2 separate regions of the Sus scrofa genome follow, and region 1 is linked to region 2. A link is a contact called in public Hi-C data. All regions are on one chromosome and are shown on one strand. Each heading gives the region's core, a stretch centred on a gene start, on an enhancer-like site or on the middle of the called end of the contact. The rest is flanking DNA. Distances are from core to core; before and after follow the strand shown. Region 1 holds the start of CHEK1 (serine/threonine-protein kinase Chk1). Region 2 holds the start of EI24 (etoposide-induced protein 2.4 homolog).

Region 1 (4,910 bases), core at 1,139-3,638, 55 kb after region 2:
TGGGGAGAGGCAGTTTCTTGGGTAGACAGAGGAGGGAGGGGATCAAAGGTCTATTTGTTTCATATACAGTCTTTCTACAACCTACCCTCTTTTAGCCCCACTTTCACCCAGTTGTCCCTAATTCAACTCTAAGCCTTTAAAGAGTTCAAGGATGTAAATGAAGTTGCTTTTCTCATTCCCCATTGCTGGCTTTAGGATTCATCTTTCATCTAAATTATTCACCTTTCATCTAAAAGACTTTGCAAAATATTATTTCATACACTATGAGGGTTATTCCCTTTTGAAAATTTACTTTTGGGAGTTCCTGTCGTGGCTCAGCGGTAACTAACCCAACCAGTATCCAGAAGTACTCAGGTTTGATCCCTGGCTTTGCTCAGAGTTAAGGATCTGGCATTCCCATGAGCTGTGTCGTAGGTCGAAGATGAAGCTTGACTCTGGCGTTGCTGTGGTGTAGGCCGGGCCTATAGCTCCAATTCAACACCTAGCCTGGGAACCTCCGTGTGCCTCAGGTGTGGCCCTAAAAATACAAAAGAAAAAAAATTTACTTTTCCTCCTCTTTTTGGGCCACCCTGCAGCATATGGAGTTCCCTGGGCCAGGAATCAGATCCAAGCTGTGGTTGCAACCTACAAGGAGCAACAGCAACACTGGATTCTTTAACTCAGTATGTGGGGCCCGGGGGATGGAACCTGTATCCTGGTGCTGCAGACACGCCACCAATCCCATTGTGCCACAGCGGAGACACTAAAAATTTACTATTAAGTAAATTTTTTTTCCATCCCTGTTCTCGTTAAGTGGGTTAACGACCTGGCATTGCAATGAGCTGTGGTGTATGTCGCAGACACAGCTTGAATCTGGCATTGCTATGGCTGTGGTATAGACTGGCAGCTGCAGTTGTGATTCGACCCCTAGCCTGGGAACTTCCATATATTGCATGTGCAGCCCTAAAAAGCAAAAAAAAGTAAATTTTAGGACTTCCCTTGTGGTGTAGTGGTTTAAGGATCCGGTGTCACTCGGATAACTGCTGTGGTGTGGGTTTGATCCCTGGCCTGGGAACTTCCACATGTGGGCATGGCCAAGAAAACCAAAACAATAAAATTGTACTATTTAAGTTAATTTATTTTAATATTTACTATTAAAATTATTTTAGTAAGGTTAAAAAAGGGGACAGATGTTATTGTGTGCATCTATTCTATATGCTATGTTTGGTATTCTGCCTGAAAAGTGTATACCTTATTTTCAGGCTAAGATACCTTAATTCTATCAAGATACAAAGAAGCTGTGCAGGTCCTCCTCTTCCTTTCTTCATATTCTTTGTCTGCAGCACACAGTGCCAAAACTGAAAAAAATGATGTGGAAAACTTACTTTAACAAAAGCCTAAACTGTGATGAGCATTTTGAAGTGTCCTGGTCTTGTTTTTCTGTCCCTGACTTTGCTTCTTTAAATCAAATGTTTGCATTTTTGTATAATATATTTTACACTTACTTTAGTCTATTGCCAGTATCACAATCAATAGCTATTTATGTTCAATGCATGCATGTGGCCCAGTTTTGAGAATTGGAGAACTTAATGGAGATGATCTGCCCTGTGCCTTGAGTTCCTAGTCTAATTTACTGTCAAGGGGGAGTAACTATTTCAGTTTTTCTACATGATTTTGTACTCCAGCCAGTCCTTTTCTCAGAATTGACTTTCCCACCTAAACAGGATACTCTGCTTTTAAACTTTGCATTGTAAAATGCGCAGCCTTTTTGCTTGTACCTGCCAGTTTCTTACACATTAATGAGAGAGCGGGTAGTACTAGGCTATGCAGTTGCACTTCCTTCAAAAAGGTTGGGTTGAGGTATTGTTTTGGAGGCAGCTTAGATAAGATGGGAAAACTGGTTATCCTGACATTACCTCAAAAATACAAGAGCAGCTTTATTCATCCTGACGCCTTCCCACCCCTTGCAGCCATTCTTTGATGCTTCTCTCTCCCAACACAAAAGTTACTTTCCTTCTTCACAAGATCAGTTCTCAACAGCTGTTACTAGCTTCTCAGCTCCGGTTTTACCTGGCCCACACCTTCAAGTAAGAGGCAACCCTTACTGAGTGTGACCCTCAACACCTTGCCAGGCAAGGGTTGGGGTGCCAGGAGGTCGGGGGCGGCGGGCAGCGAGCCCTGCGGTGCTTCAATCCCTTGGAACGCGAGGCCAGCCAGCCGAGGATACACGCCTGGTCCCACTTAGCGTTTGTGCCCAGAGGTCGTTCGCACTGATGAGGTCGGCAGTTCTTAAACCTCTTCAGCCAGGATCTCCTCCGATCTTAAGGTAATATTGGCTGGCGGGCCTGAGAACGCAGCGAAGAGCGGCGCGGACCCGAGGCGCGGCCAATCTGCAGAGCCCGAGAGCCCCAGAACGCGCGCTTCCTGCTTTACGGCAAGGGAGCGCGCATTTGCGACAATGTGACGCTAGCAAGTTTTGGCGGGAAAAGTCCTGCATTTGGATTCCTGTGGTGGCGGGCAAAGGACGGCCTGGTGAGGAGGGGCGGCCGGTAGAGTGGGAAAGGCCCCTGGAGCAGGAGTTCGGGGTCTATAAGACTTAGGAGGGGCACCGCGAGAGAACGTTCTCGGCGCCGAGCCCGGGGGATCAGAGAGACTCCCGCGGAGGGCGGTATCGGAGGGTGGAGGAGTGTGATGCCAGGAGGTCCTCGTTGTACAAGGACTGGAGAGACGACTCCTCTGCTGGCTGGGTGCCCCAGAGTTTTGGGCCCCGGCCGCACGCGAGCCACCCAGCCCTTCCTTCCGCCTCTTGGGGCAGTTTGGCCCCGCCCCGGGCTCCTCCTGGCCTTGGGGACGGGGTGTGGGTAGGAATTGGGAGTGAGCCGATGGGGAGGAGGGGCTGCGGTCGTGGCAGTTATTTCCTTCACTAGTCAGCATCCCTGACTCTGACCCAAGTTCTCACCTTTCACCCCTTTTCCTGGTCCCCCACGGTAAAGCACTGGTCCTCCCACTTCCCAATGCGGATAGCACATCTCCTCTGCCGCCTGGAATGCGGGGTTTCAGCCTTGGGTTTGTGTGGGAATGGGGATTGTGAGTTACCAACGAAATGCCAGAGTTCATAATACTTGCTTGTGCTTTAACGGCTTGGATAAAAATATGGATGAGATGTTAGGGGAAACCAGGAGCTGTGATTTATCTTGAAGAATCATGGCAAGAGGCGGAGCTCAGTGGCTTAAGAGATGATTGAAGTTTATCCTCATATGCCGTCTTTTCTGGGTTCCTGCCTTTTACAGCCGTGGGACTTAGTGGAGACATGGCAGTGCCCTTTGTGGAAGACTGGGACTTGGTGCAAACCCTGGGAGAAGGTGCCTATGGAGAGTGAGTTTGAGTCCTTAAACCCTGCCTTCACACTCGCTTTAGTTTCCTGTCGGTTGTTGTCTCCTTTGAGTACATGTTAGGTTTTTTGGAATATGTTTATTCTAACACAGTGGCACCTTAGAGAACAGATCTTTGCATTTGAAACCCAAAACTTTGGGGAACTGAAGCTACACAATCTTCTGTAAGGATTAATTATTTTTCTTCCTTATTTTTAAAAAGCATTTTTTGCCCAAAGAGCCAAAAGAGATTTCTGAAATCAGTTTCCTGCCACCATTCCTTCCTGGTGTTTAAGCTGGTGGTTAAATGAGCAAATGAACAGACTTGAGTCAGACTGCCTGGTTTCCAATCCTCACTTTGTCACATGCTCACCATTGTTTTGTGTTCTTAGGCAAGCTTTTTTTTTTTTTTTTTTTTTGTCTTTTTCCAGGGCTGCACCTGCAGTGTATGGAAGTTCCCAGGCTAGGGGTCTAATCGGAGCTGTAGCTGCCTGCCTACACCACAGCCACAGCAACACAGGATCCTTAACCCACTGAGCAAGGCCAGGGATTGAACTCGAAACGTCATGGTTCCTAGTCGGATTTGTTAACCACTGAGCCACAACGGGAACTCCTAGGCAAGCTTCTTAATGTCCTTGTTTGCCTCTGTTTCCTCAGCTATAATGTGGCAATAGTAGTACATATCCAGTAGGTATTTACAGCGATTACCGCAGATATATATAGAATGGGATTGATAAATGCTAGATAATATATTAAAATTAAATGAATAGAGCAAAAATGAAATCTTGCCATTAAGTTACAACATGAATGGACCTAAAGGGTATTATGCTAACTTTAAATAAGTCAGACAGAGAAAAACAAATATTGTATGATTTCACCTAATATATGGAACTTAAAAACAAAACAAATGAACAAACATAAAAGAGAAACAGTTTCGGAGAACAAACAGGTAGTTGCCAGAGGGGAAGGGGGGCTGGGAAAGAAATACGTGAGATACAAACTTCCAGTTGCAAAATAAATGTCTCCAGGATGAATTGCACAGTGTGGGCAATATAATCAATAACTATATAATACTTTTGTAAGCCTAATTAGACTTACCATGGAGATCATTTTGAAATGTATAGAAATACTGAATCACTATGTTGTAACAGGAACAAACATAGTGTAGATCAGTTATACTTTAAAAACAAACACACATAGAAAAATAGATCAGATTTGTGGTTACCAGAGTGGGGTGGGGGAGGGGAAATTGAAGACAGTCAAAAGGTACAAACTTCTAATTATAAATAGGTACTGGGGATGTAATGTACAACATGATGAATGTAATTGACAGGGTGTATGTTACATATGAAAGTTAAAAGGGTGAGATAGTAAGAGTTCTTAACACAAAGAGTTGTCTATTTCATGTTTGTTTGTTTTTTCTTTTTAAGGCTGTACCTGTGGCATATGGAAGTTCCCAGGCTAGGGGTGGAATCAGAGCTGCAGCTGCTGGCCTATATACCATGGCCACAGCAATACAAGATCTGAGTGGCATTTGTGACCTACTCAACAGCTTGTGGC
Region 2 (5,305 bases), core at 1,886-4,385:
TCTCTTGCCATTTCTCCTCCTATTCTATTCCAGCCACAATGAACCAATTACAGTGCTCTAAATACGCTGGGTAGCTTCGCCTGTGCTTTTTCCTGAGTAAAATTCCCTTCCCATCCTTTCTTCCCTTTGCTAACTCATTGTCCTTCAAGACCTTGTTCTTATCACATTGCATTATCTTGTCTGTTTTCCCACTAGAGAGAAGCAAGTTGTGGGCATCACATATCCAATACCTAGCCAAGATAAACAGAGAACAGGCATTAGGTAAATGTTTATATAAATAACTAGGAGCTTGTTAGAAATGCAGAATCTTGGAGTTCCCATCGTGGCGCAGCTGAAACAAACCCAATTAAGAACCATAAAGTTGTGGTTCGATCCCCGACCTCACGCAGGAGATTAAGGGTCCGGCATTGCCGTGAGCTGTGGTGTAGGTCACAGATGTGGCTCGGATCCTATGTTGCTGTGGCTGTGGTGTAGGCCGGCAGCTGTAGCTCTGATTAGACCCCTAGCCTGGGAACCTCCATACGCCTCAGTTGAAGCCCTGCAAAGACAAAAAGACCAAAAAAAAAAAGGCAATTCAGAATCTTGGCTCTCACGCCAGATGGACTAATGAGAATTGTATTTAGCAAGGTCTCCAGGGGATTGGCTTTCACTTTAAACTTTGAGGAGTGCTACTTTTTTTTGTTTTTGTTTTTTTGTTTTTAGGGCTGCACTCGCAGCATATGGAAGTTCCTAGGCTAGGGGTCAAATCAAAGCTACAGCTGCTGGTCTACACCACTGCCATAGCAACACAGGATCTGAGCAGGCCTCCAAGGCCAGGGATCAAACCTGCATCCTCATGGATACTAGTCAGATTCCTTTCTGCTACACCGCAACGGCAACCCCCAGGAGTGCTACTTTAATGGTGATAATTCAAAGCCTCAATTTCAATGGGAGGCTTTGAACCATAAGGGAAGGTAGTGGTAAAGAAAAAGGCATGGATGGTTCTGGGAATCTGGCAAACCTGGGTGGATTTTTTTCCCTTTTTTCTCTTTAGGGCTGTACATGTGTTGGAGTTCACGCTGTGGCAGAGCAGAAACGAATCTGACTAGGAACCATGAGGTTGGGGGTTCGATCACTGGCCTTGCTCCGTGGGTGAAGGATCTGGCATTGCCATGAGCTGTGGTGTAGGTTGCTGGATGCAATTTGGACCCTGTGTTGCTGTTGCTGTGGTGTAGGCCTGCAGCTAGAGCTCCGATTCAACCCCTAGCCTGGTAACCTCCATATGCTGCAGGTGCGGCCCTAAAAAGCAAAAAAAAAAAAAAAGAAAAAAAAGAAAAAAAAAGAAAGAAAGAAGGAAAAATTTCTTCTATGTAGTTCCTTATAATAAACAGTCGAATATATATTTCCTCATATTGATACTGGAAAGATGATATCAGAATCCGGGATCTTGTTCATAGCAGTGGAAGAGTGAACTCCTGAACACACAGGCAGCAAGCAAGCAAGGTCTTTATTAAAGAAAAGCAAATAGGAGTTCCCGTCGTGGCTCAGTGGTTAACAAATCCAACTAGGAACTACGAGGTTGTGGGTTTGATCCCTGGCCTTGCTCAGTGGGTTAAGGATCCGGCATTGCCGTGAGCTGTGGTATAGGTTGCATACGCAGCTAGGATCCCGAGTTGCTGTGGCTCTGGTGTAGGCTGGCGGCTACAGCTCCGATTCAACCCCTAGCCTGGGAACCTCCATGAGCCGGGGGAGAGGCCCAAGAAATGGCAAAAAGACAAAACAAAAAAGAGAAAACAGAAAAGCAAATAGCCTCCAGGACAGCTGGGAGAGGGGAGAAAAGCCCTCTTTCTCTATTGTCCTATAGGGATTTTATCTGTTAAAGGTGGGGAGGGGCACCAAAGTGGGCTCCAGAAAGATGTGGTTTTCTCCCATTGGCCTTGTTCGAATTACCTATATCAGTCTTTGTCCGATAGGGCTTTTGAGGTTGGAAAAGTCCAGAAAGTTCCATGGGCTTTTTTTTTGTCCTTTTCCTTCACCATTCGTCATTCCTTTTTTATCAGTTGAAGAGTGGGCTGAGACTCACATTTTCTATAGCAAAATCTGTGGGGAATGCGCATTTCTTATAATAAAACAAGGTGTGTGGAGATGTTAACTCCCTGGAGCCCTTAAGCCACAAATGTTAATCAGTGGCCATATCAAAGAATGCATCGAAGCCCATGCTCCTACACCGACTACCTGAGTTAATATTCTGCCTCAATATGGGGCCAAAAAGAAGTTTAGGAATGTCTCCTCTTTGTAATGACTTTAGTCATTGTGTAAATCAAGCAATAGACTTATAACAAAAGGAAAATTGAGTGGATATTCATAGATCTTTTCCCAGGGAGAAGAGAGTTAGGATGCCTGAGTATTTGTTCTGCCACTGACTTTGAGTAAATTAGTTCACATCTGAGCTTACATTATGTAAGACTATACTAAATAGCTGTAAAAACCGGATTCTTTAAGTGGCCCTAGGGGTAGCAAGTCTAAGCACAGCTAGAGGTGAAGGAAAATAGAAGTGGAAAGAAGAAATGGGGAGTGAGATACAGAAAGCTGGGAACAGGGGAGAAAAAGTTTATATGTGAGACTTGATGGTTCAGTATCAAGAAATTGCTGTCCCTGGGGTAGAGACGGCCTGGTGGGAATAGAGATGGAAAACAGTTTTATTTCTCTTTGCTTTACCCTTGTTAACTCAGTCAACACTTTGCTGTCAGAGTACATGCCTTATGTAGCCGAGGGCATGGCGGCTTGACCTATTCTTAATCACTGTATTCTTATTCATTCAGTGAGCTTGATTTAAACACCTGATGGCTTACTACCCTTTGGTTACTTTAATAAATCTCCAAGAAAAAAGACCAAGATGACTTCTGCATTATATTGTTCCGTGGTTAGACTTCAAAAGAGAAGAACAAGCAGCCCTGGGGAATATATGGGAGAGGGCAAAGCACAAGACATGCTATCAGAAAGGATGGCATCCCACCTCGGCGGGTGAACTGCCTCCCAGGAAGCGGCGCGGATCTGGCGGGCACGGTGAAAGGACTGCATTTCCCAGGCTCCGTCGCCCTCGAGGCCCCGCCCCCTTCGCCCAGGCTGCTGGACTCGGCTCCCTCCCGACTTCCCAGCGGCCCCGTGCGGCCCGGGCATGCCCAGTGCGGGCACAGCGGCCCCGGCCCTGGGAGCGCCCGGGCGGGAGCTGGCGGCTGGGCGCCGAGAGGCGCGGAGAAGCGGAGTGGGCCTGCGGAGGGCGAGGAACAGAGCCAGAGCCGTGGCGGCGAAGCTGCGGGGTAAGTGCAGCTCGGCGGAGCCAGGCCCTGGCGCCGCTCATTCTATGCGTAGTAGGGGTGGCAGGGGGTAGTGAGGGCGTGTGAGGGCAGCAGGGCCCGGGTATGGGGCCGAGAGGTGCGGACAGGGACTTCGGGAGAAGACCCTTGGAGGGAACCTTGCTGCGGCGTCTGGGTAGGGCCGGGGCGCGGGACACAGCCCGCAGCCATAGGCAAGCCTCTTCCCAGGTGCGGCGCGGCTATCTTTAGCTCCCGTATGATGGGAGATGAGCGTGCCCCGCGCCTCGTGCACGACTGTGGCTGCGGAGGGAGCCCAGCTTCCAGTTGGAATTGCCAAGTAGCTGCGGGGGAAGACCGGTCTGAAGGGACCATGGGGACCCCTGGGCTCTTAGCAGTCCCGGGAGCCTGGTGGGAAGTGAAGATGCTTACCTTTAGTGCACCTGCAGTAGGGATCTGACAGCCTCTTGCTTTCCGCGCTTGGGTTTAGCGACTTAGAAATGAAAGTACAGGGCTGTTCCTCAGTAGATGCTTAATAAGTTCTCATGACTGTTGTAGGAATTTAGCGGCCAGCCTCATGTACAGGCTTAAGAGACATTTTTGTCCAAGGGATGCTCGAGTTAAACAAAAATCCTCATTGCAGAGCTTGAGTAAAATGACCGGATTGAGGGGTTAGAACGCCGAGGGTTTGACGTTCGCTGTAGCCTTTGACGTGTTGTCATCTTGGGCAAGCCATTTAACTTCAGAGGCTCGGTTCCTCCCTCTGTAAAACGATGTGGACCAAGCGCATCTGGTTTCCTTCCACCGTAGTTGGATGGTTCCCTCCTTGTCTGGTCTCAAATTGTGGCAGGTTGCTTTTCTCCATGCCTCAGCTTTTTGTCAAACCGGATCATTGACCAAATATTTCTGTAGGAAGGCTGCTAGAATCTTCACATAAAATCGAAGTGACTTGTCCTTCAAAGGCCACAGTTGTCAGTAGGTAACCTTCCACTTGGTACTTTGCAGAAGCCAGGTGTTAATGGCCATGGTTCAGATAACACAGCTATTCTCCTTGGATTAGGACCATCGTTTCTCAAACTGTCAGTGCCCTGTGAGAAATCCAGACTAAGTAACTGGCTTCCTTAAACTCCCAAACTAGCTCATTCTGTAGTGGGATTATGTTTCTATAGAAGTTAAGTTTTTATTTTCACGTTATTGAGCTTTATACTCAAAACCCATGAAGAATTTTTAATACCTTTAATTTACAGATGAGGAAGCAGCTGGAAAAGAATGAATCCCTGATAATCTTTAGAATCCCTGATAATCTTTAGAAACTAGTGTCATAATTGAGCCTTAGCTATTCACCTGGCAGTGAGTTTTATCACTCAGGCCTTTTTGTTTTTAAGTGGAAACATTAACAAAAGTTTCTTACCCTTAGAGACCTCTCTGCCTGAGTGAGTGAATCTGTGTAGGACTTGACCCAAGGAGTAGATGGTATATGTACAGTGTTGTGCAAATGGCCTTCTTACTACTATATCCCCTGATCTTCCTGTTCTGGGTGGCAGTAGTCCAGTTGGGTCAGTAAAGTACAGTTGGTGAAGTGGTCATCAGGGAAACTGTGATTATGTTTTGAAATTTGAGGTTTATTTAAGCTGCCTGTGAAATTGTCATTAGGGTCTATTTTTTTAATTGAAGATACCCTAGATTGGTTTAGTCAGGTTTGAAAATTTTAGAATCCCAAGTTCTTAATTAAATTTTTGATATTGGTTTTTTCCATTCACCTTAAACACATAGTGTTTTAAGAATAGTGTTTTCAGAATATATATACATGTGAACTTTCAAGTTATTTTATGAAGCTAGATTTCTAGCTCACCTAAGAAATAAATAAAATGGGAAGGCTGTAGTTAAAGAATATTTATACATGTGAACTTCACTTTTTGGTCTGGTTTAAAATTAATTATTTTTTGCCTGCTTGTTAAAATTGTGCATGTATGTATATATTTAAAGTTGGAAAACAAGAAAGGCATATTTAT

What was found. Hi-C and Micro-C count contacts between places; a contact is called where the count stands out from the background.
Region 1: a Hi-C map of liver shows a contact between it and region 2, with 2.8 times the contacts expected there. The contact joins the promoter of CHEK1 here to the promoter of EI24 in region 2. A contact is called at or near these places in 3 of 47 Hi-C or Micro-C datasets (embryonic fibroblasts, epiblast stem cells and liver) and 1 of 2 datasets of contacts at active chromatin or transcription factors (alveolar macrophages).

What each region holds. Positions count from the first base shown.
Region 1 is chr9:52,756,836-52,761,745 of Sscrofa11.1, forward strand. It overlaps CHEK1 (serine/threonine-protein kinase Chk1), which reads left to right and starts at 2,389. Exons shown (of 13, transcript XM_005667481.3): 1 at 2,389-2,511; 2 at 3,270-3,354. The coding sequence starts at 3,290. LOC110255454 (a long non-coding RNA gene) reads right to left here and starts at 2,022. Exons shown (of 2, transcript XR_002335717.1): 1 at 1,896-2,022; 2 at 1-1,337.
Region 2 is chr9:52,701,425-52,706,729 of Sscrofa11.1, forward strand. EI24 (etoposide-induced protein 2.4 homolog) reads left to right here and starts at 3,136. Exons shown (of 12, transcript XR_002335716.1): 1 at 3,136-3,299.